2 separate regions of the Gasterosteus aculeatus genome follow, and region 2 is linked to region 1. A link is a contact called in public Hi-C data. All regions are on one chromosome and are shown on one strand. The core of a region is the stretch at or near the end of the contact, and the rest is flanking DNA. Distances in the headings are between cores, read along the strand shown. Region 1 has its middle 60 kb from the start of ankrd50. Region 2 has its middle 12 kb from the start of LOC120817039.

Region 1 (7,880 bases), core at 1,607-4,106:
ACGGTGGACGCGCGTCGTCCTACGCGGCATCACATGACCGTACCCGACAGATTGTGGAAGCCGTGAACACCTGAAGCAGCGCAAATAACTGTAACTCACAGCTGTGAAGGTGAATAACTCGGGACTCTACTGATGCTCACGTGAGGAGAAATTTCAAGCCAAGCTCTCCTACAATTCTCCACTTCGCCTCCAAACCTTTTTGGTCTGTGTTTACTTCTCACACCTCACAGTTGTGTAATATATATATATATATATATATAAAATGTCGGGAGATGCACGCTGCTGTAAGTTCTCCTCTGGGGGCCGATCATTGAAAAAAAGCTAATTCTGTAAATTTGTAAAAGTGAAATAACTGACAATAATGATTAACAATGTGTTCCCTCCATAGGTGCATCAGGGCTGAAAATCTTCTAAGCGGTGACATACAACCAATTACACAATAAATTCCCCTCCCCTTTTCCTCCTGTTGATATAGAAATGTGTTTTGAAGAAAATCTTTTTTTTTTTTAAATCTCAAAATCTCCTCAAGTTCAAGTAATAGGATTAAGCAAGTCGACAAATGATCAGTGATTGATAAAAGGGGAAAGGCATGAAGCATCAAAAGTAACCTGGATCCTCTGCGAGGGGGGCGTTAAGCCGGCGGGCCGAGAAGCAGCGTCCCTGAAGAGGGAGAAAGAAATAAGGGGATTTATCCACAGACACTAATCATTCCCAACTTAGAGCATCGGCACAAAAAGGAAAGAATGTGTAAAGAGCCCGGGGACACAAAGGCTCCTGGGTGATCAAAAGGAGAATTAAGGGTGACTTCTTCCGCTGAGCCGTTGTCTGTGTGTTTCATGAAGTATCGCTCTCGGCAGAGGGAGGGGGGGGGGTCGACGATTTCTTGAATTAAAGAGCCTCGATACGCTTTTCTCTCTCACCTTTTAATCCACCACCTCGCTCTCGCCCTCCCCGTTGCCACTTTTTTCACTTTTTTTTTCTTTCACCCTCCACAAATAGAACCCCCCCCCCCCCCCCCCCACCTAAAAAGTTGGCATGGTGCACATGCTTTGTTTCCAAATTCTGCTTCAAAAAGCTAAGGCGAGGACTGGGTGGGCTCGCTGCAGATGTGTTTGAATGGTTGGTACATGGGTGTGTTTGAGGGGGGGGGGGGGGTTAGAGCCAACAGGATAATGACCATGACAGCCGCCCAACATACTCACCCCCCCACCCCCCCCCCCCCTCCCCACCCCCGCTGTCCTTTTCAGTCCTTGTTTGAGGTTTGGCTTCGGCACCCGCTTTGAACCGTAACAATGATTCCCGACGGCCGCGGAGCTCCCAGCAGCCCCCCCCTCCTCCTTTGGGCCGCGGGACGCTTCGGGACGCTCCGGGACGCTTCGGGACGCACTAGGTCTCGCCCCTCTGACCGGCAGAAAATGACGATCTACTTGATTAGCCAGCCGCTACATGGAAAGACACACACGGGCCGCACACCTGCACTCAGGATCTTCAGGAAGTTCTCTTTGGTTCTGATTTATGGATTTATTAGAGCAAAGCAAAAGTTAAGCCTCTTCACGTGTGTCATTTTATTTTAGTGGTTTATTACAAAATGAAATTCTGTGAGCTTATAGCATCATTTGTTTGCGTATCTGGCTTTTAGCCCCGTCTTAGCATCGACCTGTTAGCGTCGACCTTTTAGCATTACTGAATATCAGAACACCATGTTTGGTTGGTAGAAGGGGATTGTAAGAAAATACAGCTGATGGATTTCAGCATTTAACCTGATTGATTATTTGCAAATACTATAATTGCAGACTATTGTTTTAATTGGATTGTGATAATTAGCTTGCAGTTTGAATATTGTTTTAGTGCTATGGTTCAGGATATGAAAAACCTCAAACCTGATAAACTAAGCTGCATCTTTTAGTTACTCCGGAGAAATGATCTGTCAGAGCAAAGGGTGGAAGTATCAGAGTTGGAGCGTATTCTACTGATCTACTACTGATTTGAATCAAAACTTGATTTCCAAAATGTCAAAATCAATTACCGTCACCAATGAAACGCCTCCTCACATTTACCCTCAACCATTCAGAGGCCGCAACGTCCAAACGGTGGCTCAGTGGCTTCCATGTAGTATGTGATGTCTCCCAAAGAAAGAGTTAGTGGTGAACATACCTGTGCAAAGAGAGGTGGAATCAAACAAACTCAGCGCTCCCACACATGGGAATGTCTGCACAACTTGATTCTGCTTTGGCAAAGTCTTCTTTAAAATGTGCTCACAAAAGCCATATGTTGAGCGCTGGAAGGGTGACAGGGATACGCGGGCGAGAGCACAGTGATCTCATTTCCCAGATGCTCCTCTTCTAATGGCCAGAAACGCTAGCAGGAAGCTGCCAAAACCATTTTTCAAAACGGCTTCAACGTGTTCGTCGGTGACAACTGAGAGAACGTCTGCGCTACAAAGAGGTGCGAGCGTGCAGCCGCCTCACAGGGCTGGATTTTAATCACACGTTTATGGCGTTTATCGCCCCCCTCTATCGCTTCGGTTACCGAGTAGCTTATTTTACATAAGAAACCAGTGCAAGTATTAAGCTTATAACGAGCAATACAGCATCGTCTAAAGATGAACAACAAAGTAGAAGTGTTTGTTTTTTGGCCACTTGGGGGCAGCAGAAGAAGCTTTGAACATCACGAGCGTCACAAGGGGCCTTTTTAAACATCCAGCAGATCACATTCAACATTGCATCTAATCAGATTTTTTGGGGATTAAAAGTCAATTATAAGAGGCCACAAGGGAAAAACGACACACGAACAAAGCACACAACTACTCAACTGCACAACAGCAGCTCGGCCGGCTGCTCGCACACACTCCATCGCGGTGACTCAGAGCGTAATTATTTGCGAGCAGAGAGGGAGGAAATACTTTGCGTCGCTGCTTCTAGTCATGTAACAAATTGGCGTAATTGCCATTGTGGTGGAATAGAAATTGTGGTTAGGCAAACAACTTCTTATTTTTCCTGCGCCAGTGCCATGTTTTTTTTATGCTGCTTTTCAAACAAGCACTTGTCTTGTGTGGTGAGTTGCCTTTTGCAGAAAAATGGAATACAAATTGTCACACGTGGCAAACCGCCAGACATGTCTCACCATGAACTAAACTAAATGCGTGACGCAGTGTTTCACCGGCCAGCTAAAATGAGGCCTCGATGCTCAAAATGGAAATGGTAACGTTCACAAACCCTAACCTGAACAAGGAAAAAACACAGGTTCGTACACGGGTTACCGGGTTCGAGAGAGGGGGGTTGACGGTGACCCCACGTGAGAGCCGAGATTCACGGCGAAGAGGAACGAACAAAGCAGAGGGTTGAAAAGTGAAGGCGGCGCTGCAGTGCAGCCGGAGCGGGGGTGCTGATGTGGCGGCGGCGGCGGGGGGTTAGCGGCGGACTGCTGGGGATCGACACTGGATTAGAGCTGTCACCATCGATCAGAGGCGGCCGGAGGACACGCGCACACCTTCTGTTCAGGAGAAGCTGTGCGCGGACTGCAGGTGGAGGAGCTCCAGCGCGCTCAAGCCGAATACAGGGAACGTGTTTATTCTCTTTCTTGCAGCTGGATGAGGAGATTGAAAGCGCTCTCGTGTCATGGCGGCTCATTAGCTTAGCACAAAATACTACAAGAAAATAGGTAGCTTAGTTTGATGTTCTCCCACCTTTTACGGCACTCTGAACCATGTTGGGAGTGAAGAAAAGTGAATTATTAACAAGTGACACAAAGAGTGGGGTGGTGTTTTTTTACTCATTGGCTACTTATGTGTGAAATTCAAAGGCCGATATCTAATAGTAGCCTAGACAAACCAGCAGGGACAGCTACTTAACACCTGAACGCACCACGACCTTCAACTTCCCTCTAAAGGAGTAAATCAACGTATTTTTATATTTCCTGCATGACTCAGGTTTAGTTTTGCCCGTGTTTTCCCGTTGAATCCCAGAGGGAAACCTCACTTCCTCCTGATCTAACCTCTCCTGCAGACTCCACAACCTCCTGCACTTTTTGGGATGTCTATTATATTACATTAGCAGCAGCTTTCTTTTCTTCACCCCCCGGCTCCTCACTTCCTGCCCTCAGGAGCACCACAGATAAGAGCCGACTCTCTCAAACAAACTTTTGTAGAAGTTTTCCCTCCTCCACGAGTAACAAAAGCGTCAGAAAACAAACAAACATGGCGGCGGTAGGGGACGGCGGGGACAGCGGGGACGGCGTGTGGAGCAGCGTTGTGACCCCGCAGGGATGTGAAGATCAAAAAAAAAACAGACTATTTGAGCTTATCTGAGAGAACTCCATGGAAGCAAACAAACCCCCCCACGTCCTTGAAAAGACCCGGGAGAAACGGCGTTTCCTGCGGAAAACAGCGTTTCCTTTTTGCTGGGAAAAGCCCACCGCGGCGTTCTCTTCTGCTGGGACGCCGCAGGGCGAGTTTACAATACGAGGAAAGAAGTCACAATGATGGAGGCACGGAGGAGGACGCTCTGTGTGGCCTCGCGTCCTGCAGGAGACGACAGGGGACGAGAGGCGCGTCCATTTGGAACGGAAGATGTCTCCCTGATAATTACTCCTATTAAAAGCTGTGGATCAAGCTTCTCCACCACGTGTTAGAGGGAAACATGGTACCTTCTGTTGTATCGAGTGGATCTCCACAGTCTCCATGGTAACCAACTCCATCCACCAATGAAGACCAGGGGAAGCTCTGAAAAAAGATAATAAGTTGATTTATGTGGATTCATTTAGTTTGTTTATAAAGTCAGTAACTTTTATGCAATAATATTCCTGTTTGAAACAGGTTATGTCTCCTTTATGATTCCTTATTATTTATGTGTACTCCTTTTTGTTCGTGTAGAACAGATTGCTTCATACATCAGTTCAATATACTAAATTTGGGTAAACTGATGGTATCAACTTAAGTTATTAAAACCCACCATTCTATAAATTAGACTAATTTCTCTCTTTGTAAAGTAACACTTTTCTTGTTCATAAAAACTAAATTGTCTAAAAAACCAAACGTGCAAAAGCCTCACAAGGAAAACCGACGTTGCCGTTTAAAAGCTCAAATGAACTTGAGAAAAATGTGTATCCATACAAGTCAGAAGTGTGGTGAACCCCTGCAGACCGCCCCCCCCCCCCCTCCTTCTCAGCTCGTAGTCTGACAGAATCCCCGTTGGGGGGCACTTCAGACCTCCCTCCTGTGTGAGCTGTTGGCTTTGTACCGGGTTCCTGCGTGAATACGAGTGAATGGCAGCACGCTTTTTTGCACGACGAGCTCACTTGCGTTTGTGCGACGCTTTCTGGGGAGAAAACGCGCTGCCTGCCGGTGCACGTGGACAAAAGTGACTCCATCTGTGTGTGTGTGTGTGCAGCTGGTTGTGTTTTGTGTCCGTATTTTATGTGTGTGTGTGTGTGTCCCATCTATTTACAGAAGGGGTATGTTTGGCCAATACTTCCTGACTTCCTTGCTCTTGGCAAACAGACCGACTGCCAGAGATGTGTATTGTTTCAGAAAGGCGGAGATTGTTGGTACTTGAAAGAGATTCGGGCCCGCTGGTGTTTGATTTACGCCGTGTGTCTGTTTGATATCGATCATGAACGATAACACAGCTGAAGGAAGGAAAACGCATCTCCTGTCGAAGCGCCGGGCTTTGATGTCCAGGGTTGAAAAGAGAACAATGCTCCGAGGTGCAGAGGCCTTTTCTGCGTTATTACATATCCCGTATTTCTCTCATGTGTCAGACAGAACGGTCCAACTGTGCCAAGAGGAGCTCAGCTTTTACTTAAGCTGATGATGCGTGTTCGCGTTTCGTTACACCACATGAGAAAACGTTCTTTCAATCTCTAAAAGCACAAATTGTTTTTCAAACGTGTTTTCTTTCCGAAATAGCCTCATGAACTAAAGACGTGCTTCCTGTAATTGTTGCCTGTGCAAACGCCGCCAAACAAAACGCGGCTGCTCAGGAACTCGTTCACTCAAACGAGCGCCGCTGGTTTCTACAGAGGTCAACTGTCCGACTGTGGGACTCGCCGGGACGTTTCTCTGCGTTTCCCTTCGGTGTCGCCCTACTGGCCTCTGCTGGAGCTCCGGGAGTTCGCATGTGGCGGCAGAGAGAGGTTCGCCTCAACGAATGAGTATTTAGGACTGTATCCTTTAAAAGAGTTGGTTTATCAGAGAGTATTGAAATACTCCCTCATTGAGGCCTCCTTCGTAGATGTTGGCATCTTCCGTGGCTCTCAAATGATTATAAATACATTGGAATCGTTAGATGAATTAGTCAGATGAGCAAAGTCGAATCACCTCCAGCACAATTAGCCCCCGTTTACAAATCAATCCAGGGAACAAACACGTGGACCTGAATTCCTGTTACATCCGCATCCGCAGCCCTTCACGTCTTATTGCCTTTCCTTTTTAAGCACGTTGTGTGCTCACGGTTCCGGCCGCTCGGTATTCATTCTGGATCCCTTTTAGTCGATGTGTCACGTTCTTTGTTACGTCAGCGACCGCCGGTCAAACAGAACTTGTGCGACAGGCGAGTGAGCTAATAAGAGATGTTTCGGGACAACGGAGGAAACGACAGATCAGGAAGACAAACGGTCGGGATCCTCTGACGCACGCGGGCTGTGGAGTAAATGAAATACATATTTATATTTCTAGTCAGTAAACTAGTTCCGCAACTAATATTTCCCATTACAGTTTGCACTGACAAAATGCACGACTGGTGAGGCCTGTTGATCTCTGCGTGAATAACCAACGTGTCGCGTCACAGAAGAGTCCGGTTCGACCAACAATCCGGCCTCCAAAAGCTTTTTAGCTGAGGAATGACTGCAGTAAGGAAAAGGAGGCAGGGACCCCGTCCCGCTGACCCCAAAGGGGGGGGGACTTTACTGCGTTCAGACGTACAAGAGGAGGTTCGGAGTCCTGAGACGAAGGAAAGGAAATGAAATGTTTTACATACTGCAGTGAAAATTTATGACGTGGAATTTGTGCAAAGGCTGTAGTTACTGGCTCGTTCGGGACGCTCACATGAATTTACTGCTGAGATGTAAATGTCCTTTTATGGCTTGGATTTTTAAACCCAATCACTTACGTGCTCTTTGCGGGATGATATCTGGCGCTGACGCCGAGCACACCGCACAGACGTGTTTAAGTTTACACGTCCTCCTTAAATGCTGCGCGTCACGTTGGACTGATGGATTTCTCCATCGAGTGTCCCGAAGCCCTCCAGCTCAAAACACACGGCGTAGCAGAACACTTCACGTGCACCGCGACGCCAAAACAATGTCAGGTGCTGTGATTGTGAGAGTTCAGCGTTCTCCAGCGCAGCGTCCAGCTCTCCTCTAGCCGTTATCACTCGCAGAGAAAAAACAACAAAAATCTGAGGAATTTCTCCAGGGGCTCTGGGTATTTGTGTGTGTGTGTGTGTGTGTGTGTGTTGTGCGTGTTGTGTGTGCCCCGTCAGCCCTTAACCCCACCTCATTGGGCCCTAACCTCCTCTTTCCTGTGAAAGGCTTCGACTCAGGGTTGTTGTACTTGAAAATTCCATAGGAATCTCTATTTTAACACATGAAGAACTCCCTTTTAACTGCTGAAGATAAGTTTAGGTGATTTAACGGGAAAGAGGAAACCTATTGGAAGATTTAAGCTCAATCGGATTCAAGAGCCGCTAACATCTTTTAGGTTTTACAGTTTCATGCTTTTGTGTCATTGAAAGGAAAAAGAACCACAACGTGTGCACCCTGCTCGCCTTTCACTTTACACGCTGCACCCACGTTCATCATCAAGAAGGAGAATGTGGTGAGAAGAATGTGAAGTCAAAGAGAGGTCCTGATGATGTTTTGGCTGCAGACCATCCAACCTACTG
Region 2 (7,880 bases), core at 1,668-4,167, 320 kb after region 1:
GAATTGCATTTCTGGTGTAAAATAAACGCTATTCAATTCTTTTGGCCCTAACGGAAGCTTTCATATGGCTTCACAGTAGAGCGGCGTGTCAGGGATATTTTCATTAATGGCAAATAGTTGAACTAGTTTTTTGATAATTGAATTATTCAATCAAAAAATTTTCCCAAGGCTTCATCCTCAAGTTGCTTCTTTTGTCCAACCGTTTAAAAGCCAACATTTTTCTATTTATTAGCATTTATCCACACACCGCTGTTCCAAATAACTTTCTGTCAATCAACTATTTGACTCGACTTTTTAAAGAGAAATCAAAGTCAACGGCGGGTCGATTGAGAAAACGTGCATGCGGCATAAACATAAACCTATTCATGTTTTCCTTATTAACAGCCCATTTTACACACGGTGACGTGCCTCGCAACACATTTGCACTTTATTCAAACATACTTTTAGAGTAAACCTGGAACAATTTTGGAGAGAAAACGAGTTTCGTGTTTCCAGGAGATTTAATTTCTTTATTTTCTTTTCACAAAAAGGGGCCACGTTACAACTTAGAGGCTTCTCGTCTTCAATAATTGTTTGCTGAATGTTTTAAGGTTTGTTGTCGTACCCAATTATGGCAGAAGGGCAGACTGCATTCCTGCGGTCTATGGCCCTCTCCTACTGTGGAGGACACTACTGTGTGTGTGTGTGTGTGTGTGTGTGTGTGTGTGTGTGTTAACATTGCAGACACAGTAGGTGGGAGGTATCCATAGCTGGAAGATCCTGCCGATAGCTGCAGACAGGTGGGAAACCCTACAATAATATTACATGGGAGTTAAGGCAGCGTGATCGTGTGTGTGTGTGTGTGTGTGTGTGTGTGTGGGTGGGTGTGTGTGTGTGTGTGTGTGTGTGTGCATACATGTACATGTTCTCGGTACATGTTTCTGAGTGTCTGAGTGAATCCCTGCCTACATGTGTGACTATATGTAAAAGGATGCTAGTCGCGCCACACTACCGCAGACACTAACACACTTTATTTGTCACTAATTATTTGTCAACACCACAATTCCGACATCATATGACTAATTTGGGCATCGTCTTTGAGAATGGAATCTTGAAATACTTTGTACTGGAGATCATCTTCTAAGGGGATCACACCAGCTGAGTCGACCAATCGGACCAGGGGCCAAAAATGTGAGATGGGGGGGGGGGGGGTGCGTGTCATATGGTCGGATTCTGGTTCTATTTGCTTGTTGACACTAAGATGCATCTAAATTGTATCATGTTTAGTGGCGTTATTCCCCTCCGTAATTTGAGCAATCTGAGGATAATGTTCTGCATGTTCAGGCCACGTCCTCTCAATGCAGCTCCCGCATACCCACTAACAAAATCACCTCAGCGCTCCATGAATTAGATACGTAACGTTTGAAATGTGTGAGGTTTGTATGTTTGGTGGGTTTTTACAGCTCTACAAAAGGTTCAGAGAACTGAAATATTCTTGTTTGTCTGTATTTCAAAGGAACGTTTTGGTCGAAGACTTTCCCACAGCGCTTTAAACAGAATTCCAGGGAAAACACTGAATCTGTCTTTTTTATGCATTCATCAAATTCACGGATATTCAATATCGGGACATTATAACCGTAACAGCTTTCAAAGCCGCTCCGGGTGGAACCGTAACGTATGCATGCGTTTCATCCGTGCGCCCCGCTGCTGAAGAACCTCCGCCATGTGCATCTTCTCATCTTACCCTTTCATTACACTGAAAAGGGGGACGTCACATGCGGGAACAGAACATACTTCTATCGGTTCAACGCGACTCACATCGACACCGAGGTGAAAAGTTTTCCTTTTTGCTTTTAAGAAATGTGTGCATTGCAGAGCCGTCCCTTGATGGGGTTGTTTTTTACGGGCAAATAAAAGATAAAACCAAGAAGGTCATCTCCATCTCGGCTGACATTCCAAGTCAGAGGATGGTATTGACTGCAGCCCGCTAATTGAAGACACATTTGAGGCACGTTCAACGGGCCTTCAATGATCCGGCAATGCGTGGTGCAAGAGGGACCTCCAGTGGCCGGCTTGTTCCTGCAGAGATACCTGAGACATCCGGGCCTGCAGAGGACGCAGAGCGCAGTCCGATGACGGAGTGGAAGACAAACACGGACGTAGACCTCTGAGCTTTGGTGTGGAGTTAAAAGTACGTCAGGATGGTTTGAGTTGACGGCACCTGGACTGTGAATGTGTTGCGGCATTAAGCATTAATACTGAGCTTCAGTATGCTCATAACATGAATTTAAAATGTCAAGAAGGCTATGCTATTGAGTTTACGTTTACTGAAATAGTCAATTTGAGTCCCCCTATGAGTTAGTGTTTATGTCCAGGGCTTTTATTACAGCAAGATTGGATCTGGAGAGTTGTAGCAATATTCAGTTTAATAAAACATATACGCGGTTTGGGACGTACTACTTCGTCATAACGTGGCTTCTGAACTTTGACCCTCTGGCTCATAGCGCACAGCATTGTGGGTCAGAATGGGGGATTCCATACTGCAGCGTGGAACCGGACATCCTGGCATTTGGGCATTCTGCATTCGACACGCTATCATCAGGACACCCTGCCTTCCTGTGGCATAATAAATGGCGGGTATTGGAATGTGCAGCTGGTCTCAGATTGGGCCCAACATGGCCGCCCTCGTCGCGTGGCAAGTCTTTTCCATTTGCTCTCAATTTGCTCTGCTGCTCAACTCGGATTCCTTCTTCTCGCCCATGACATGTGTAGAAGCGGGAGGCCGGGACTGAGCTCGCCTGAGCCTTTTAATGCCGGGCTCCACCAGAGCTTTCATCGGGAGGGGGGGGGGGCGTCACGTGCCGAGGAAGAGCGTCACGATATGAGGAGGGCTGACGATAATTCTTCCCCACACAACGTGACGTAAGCCCGCCAGGAGCCGGGCTGCTGCGGCTCAGCTGAGGTCCTAGTGGCCAAAAAACAGGCAAAGGAAGACATCTCGTCTAACCTACTGTTAATCTGACAGCAAAAAAAAAAAACCTTTGACTTTCGTCCCAGGATCCTTCACTTGCATCTCCACAGTTGGTTTAAGCTGCCAAAAAGAATAGATGGATGTCTGAAGAAACAACTGATTTAAAGAAAAGAGAAGAAAGAGCAAAGACATAAAAAAGAATCTTGGCCTGGCACACAAGAGGCATTTCAGGTCTGGGAGAAAATCGATTGCAGATGTCGCTGCCAGGACCCGAGGAAGAAATGTTTACAACCTGCACACCAAATTGGTGCCAGCAGCTCGGCCTGATACCTCGCCGGTTAGAAACCAACAGTTAGAAAGAGACAAAGTCTGAGCCAATGATGTGGCTCTTTTCAACCTCTTTATTGTTATAATAATTATTATTATGTGTCCGTGAGCCGTGCTCATGTTTGTAAAGTACACATGGAGGACGCATCCAAGGATCTGAGGGTGCAGGAAGGGACATGAGCAACAAAAGCCCCCGGACTAGGCCTCTCATGGCTTCCATCCATTCAAAAAGCAACAACTCTGGTCTGGCTTTGCCTAAGAGCAGCATAATCCACCTTGTAGCTCTTCTCAAAACTCACTACTTAACATTTTTTGTTTCAAACGAAATGTAAAAAAGGACTAGTTGTGGTTTTGTGGTGGAGATTAAACATGTTGATTATTAGTTTTGGGTTTTGCCTTCAGAATGCTGGTTTCCCAGCCTTCGTGCTTTCCATAATTACAGTATAAACAGTCAAAGTGAAAACAGGACTTATAATATCGATTCCAGCAAATTCCAGTAAAAAAAATCAAAGAAATTTGCAGGCTAATGACATTCAATATTCTCAACAGTATTATTTATGTTTGTGTTTTTAACAAACACCATTTCCCATCATTTATAGACCTTTGGACGTCACGGGAGGGCAGAGTAGAGCAAATGCTGCAATACTACAAGCAGAGATTAGAGTTGTTGTAAACTGTAATTGTGTAGTTGTAGCTTATATTTATAGTTAGTCTCTGAGTTTAAAGGGAACCTGCCTTCATCTACCTCGTCTCTTCACGTGGTGACATCATAAAAAAATACAATCCAATAGCCGAAAAACAAATTCAAGCTGCAGCTTCCGGCTCCGTCCGCCTGGAAATCTCTCCTCCAGAGCAATTTATCAAAATTTAGACCACAGGCAGTATTGACAATGTAATAAGAATGAGGAACTGCCACCATAATATCAGTCAAAATGCTCTGCCAGTGTAAACACTCCATCGAGTGGAAAGAGTTAGTCCTCGACGTAAAGCACATCTGTCTTCCAGATCATTGATATTAGGCTTCATACGACGGGGAAGGGAGGCTTTTTCCTCTGGAACGGCCTCGCCGCTGTGCTTCACCTGTGCTCTCGATGGTCCGGACGCCGCCGCCGCCACACACACACACACACAGTCGGCCCTCGTTCGCCCCCCACGGGCTGTAAAACAAGCTGCGGCCACATGCCAACCAGGGGTCAATGGTGGGTCAACATCTTGCCAATGTCAAGCGAGGAAACGGCTACGCACATGTTTGCATTACTTCAGTTGGAAGGACCTACATCGCCTTCCATTTATTCCCCAAACCTCAGAGCGATTTCCTTCCAGCCCTGCGTGCTTAACCACAACTTTTACCTTAAATAAAGTCCAAAACCCATAAACGCTGCTTCAAGAAGTGACAACCGGCCAACTTGACCTCGCCGGGGGAACAAAATCTCCCACCGGCTCTCGCTTGGATGGAGGAACAAGTCCACTCAGATGGTGCTGCAACTGTCATCAATCATTTTCTGTCTGCTGACAGCCCGTTGAATGTGTACGAAAGGGAAGGCGTCGAGCCAGGGAGCAGAGAGCGGCTGAGGATGTGGTGGTGGAGGAGGTCTCCCGCGTAGGGAAGCGCTGCAAGCCGTTCGGCTCCGCAGAGATCAGCTGAATTTCTGCCCATCAGGCTGTTGAGGAATAATTCCGCGCGGCAACACAAAGTGGCGCCGGGAAAAAAAACCTGGCAGACCTGCGGCGCGTCGTCTTTTACAAATATGCCTTTTACACCCAGCTACTTGTTGACGACATCCCCGTTTTGCATGGTGTGCGAAGGCCGGTCGCCGCCTCGTCCGCCGCCTCCCATAAACACACTGGAGACTACAACGAGACGAGGAGACGAGAGTAGAAAGTGGAGGACAAAAACAACAACACGCATGCTGTTGATTCCAACTGCGGCATGTGGTCACTTTGAAAAATGAAACAGACACATGGCGCGCTGTTTTTTCCTGCCCGGCTGCGTCGATTCTTCCAGCAGATGCTCCACCGGGGGCCACAAAGACCACCGACGTGGCGACGGCCACGGTACGATGTTGGCTGAATGGACTGACGCCTTTCCGTCTTGTTGCGTTGTTGGTTTAATCAACTTTCGGGATTCATGTCACCTGGTCTGTCGGGCCAAACCTGAGCGCCCTCACCCGCGCGTTGGAGAGTTTTCCAGTTGTATTGTTGATCGAGTTTGTTTACGCGGGAGGATTCCTCCACGCGTGATGTCAGCGTGTCTTCGGGGGGGAGAAAAGCTCCGTGTTTACGCGCGGCTTCGTGCTCGTGTCACGCAGCGCGGGCTCCTCTCGAACCCCCCCCCCCCCCGACACCTCGCCCTGCCGTGTGTTTACTCACGCCACCGTTAAACATTTACATGCGCATCCAAACAGTGTCAAGAGAGAAAGACACCAACTCCCCCTCCCTCCCCCCAAAGAAACCCACATGCATCATCCCGCTCTGTTTCGCATTAGCACGCGAGCCCCGCTAATCAATCCGATGAAACCAAACAGCGGTACACACAGAGGACGCGGCGGTAAACAACCCTTAACTCCGCCGGGTGGAGGTCCGATCTCCACGTGGAGAGAGAACGAGACGTGACTCCGCGTTTCACAAACATTTTGCCTGTCGGTTTTAAGCTCCGAAAAACCGCAAACAGCTACGCGCCGAACATCCCGCCGTTTGTTTTTGCGAGAGCAGACAGATGAATGTATGAATTTCCCCGAGTGAACTCGGGCTCTCGTAAATGTTTAATGAACGCTTTCTATTCACAATAATTGAACTTTTTCCAGACTCCATGTGGTGTTATTTATGATCCACACCAGCTGCGTACAGTACATACTTGTACCACATAATCTGTGTTTGCACAAGCAAGTGCACAGACAAAAGTCTCCACTTTAACAAGTCCCACTTTGTTTAACAGCTACATCCTGGTGTTAAATATCTGTTATGTGCTTTGCCTGGCCAGGGACGACGGGCTGGACATAAACGTGCTATTCTTTCTCCACCCCTAATTGTAACGGCCATAACGTCTGAGTCTCGCGGCGCGGCGCTATTTATTGTGTGCAAACGCGACCTGTTTCCAGCCGCCACACGTTGTTAATCCCGGGCTACACCTCCGCCGCCGAGGTCGGGCTCCGTGTAGCGCTCGGCCTGGAGGCGGCCGCCGGCCGTCCCTCGTGGTCAAGCTGAGGGCCGAGGAGTGTTGCGGGGCCTCCGAGCTACACGTCTGGTGGCGCGACCACCCCTCCCCCCCCTACCCCCCAACTCCCTCACCCCACCCCACCGGGGGTCCAGAACTCTGACCTGAAGCCGCCCTGTGCCAAGAAGTTATTTTTCAATTTTTAAGTTGATGCGGGTGCGACTTTTTTAGTATTAGAAAATACTTTTTCGTGTTCTGTCCTCAACTTCAGCTCCTCCGAAAGATTTCCCCCAGCTTGCCTTTGCTGTTGTTGATATCTTTACCTTATTGTTGAGACTTTTGGACATTTATGACCCGTCACATCATTTCTCAATCCTCACATTTCCACAGAGCTTTCTGTTTAAGGGGCGTGAGTGCCGACTGGCATCGAGTCGTTCTGTTTCATGCAAAGTCAGCTTTCCCGTAAGCACAGCGCGACCTCAATATGCAGGAGCAACGTTCACCACAACTATCACACTGGGAGGGGTGGTAATGGAACGACGGGTCGGTGACTGAGATGCTGAAACAAACCCACAAAGTGAGTGGAAAGTATGTTTTTGTACGTTGTTTTTTTTTGTATTAAAAAATGGCATCGGTTCTCACTAAAACGGTGTGTCATCCAATGCTTGTACCTTCAACAAAGGTTCAAGACTTCTCAATTTGCCCCCTGCTTCCTACTTCACTTCCTACAAGCTCTGAGGCTACTCAAACTTTTAATTGAGGCTAGGAGAAAGGTTGCCCTTTCCCTTCTGTGCTCACTTTAGTTAAGGAAAACAACAATTTTTTCCTGACTTTAACAAAGTGTGCTGAACTGCCCAAAAAACAACATGTTGGATTATTTGTTGAACTTTGGTGGATCAAGTCGACATCTCTGGCTGCTGCTGCTGCAACTCCGATTGTGCAGAAAATGACTTATTCCCTCAGTAAACACTGTAAACATGAGTTTATGGCCTTGATCTTATTCAATACAGCATGATGTTCATTTAGTATATTACGGTCCACTAAACCATAGCGCACGAATATGCTTTAGGGCGGAGCTTGTTGTGATTCCAATTATCGTAACTTGCACAAAGTGACCGTGTAATCCACGACGGCGATGCCGTCGGACTCGAGGCTTCGTCGCGTCAGTCCAGCAACCAAAGGGTTACTCGAAGCATGTGTGCGTCACATGTTTCCCATTTCGATGAAGACCATCGAGTCGACAGCACTGGCCCCTCCCGTACGTCTCCCTGTTCCGTGCTGATAAGTGAGGATCTCCCCTCGTTCGGAGCGGAGATGAACCAGATCCTCCGTGCGGAGGAAACCATCCGCCGGGCCTCGGTTTGCTCTGAACGGCACGTTTTGTTGTTTCCTGTTGCTCGCCAGCAGCTGCTTCCCCCGAGAGAGGATTCATTGGCAACACAACAGAAG

The links. A called contact is a pair of places that touch in the nucleus more often than the background predicts.
Region 2: a contact with region 1 is called in a Hi-C map of tail fin, with 4 times the contacts expected there. The contact joins two enhancer-like sites. A contact is called at or near these places in 3 of 6 Hi-C or Micro-C datasets (skeletal muscle, tail fin and whole body).

Annotation. Positions count from the first base shown.
Region 1 is chr4:3,527,710-3,535,589 of fGasAcu3.hap1.1, forward strand. No RefSeq gene overlaps it. Among protein-coding and RNA genes, the nearest start is that of ankrd50, 60 kb to the right of the region's middle. Within about 2 kb of position 2,857, at least 1 of the 9 cell types and tissues checked has open chromatin away from gene starts, as enhancers often do.
Region 2 is chr4:3,847,599-3,855,478 of fGasAcu3.hap1.1, forward strand. No RefSeq gene overlaps it. Among protein-coding and RNA genes, the nearest start is that of LOC120817039, 12 kb to the right of the region's middle. Within about 2 kb of position 2,918, at least 1 of the 9 cell types and tissues checked has open chromatin away from gene starts, as enhancers often do.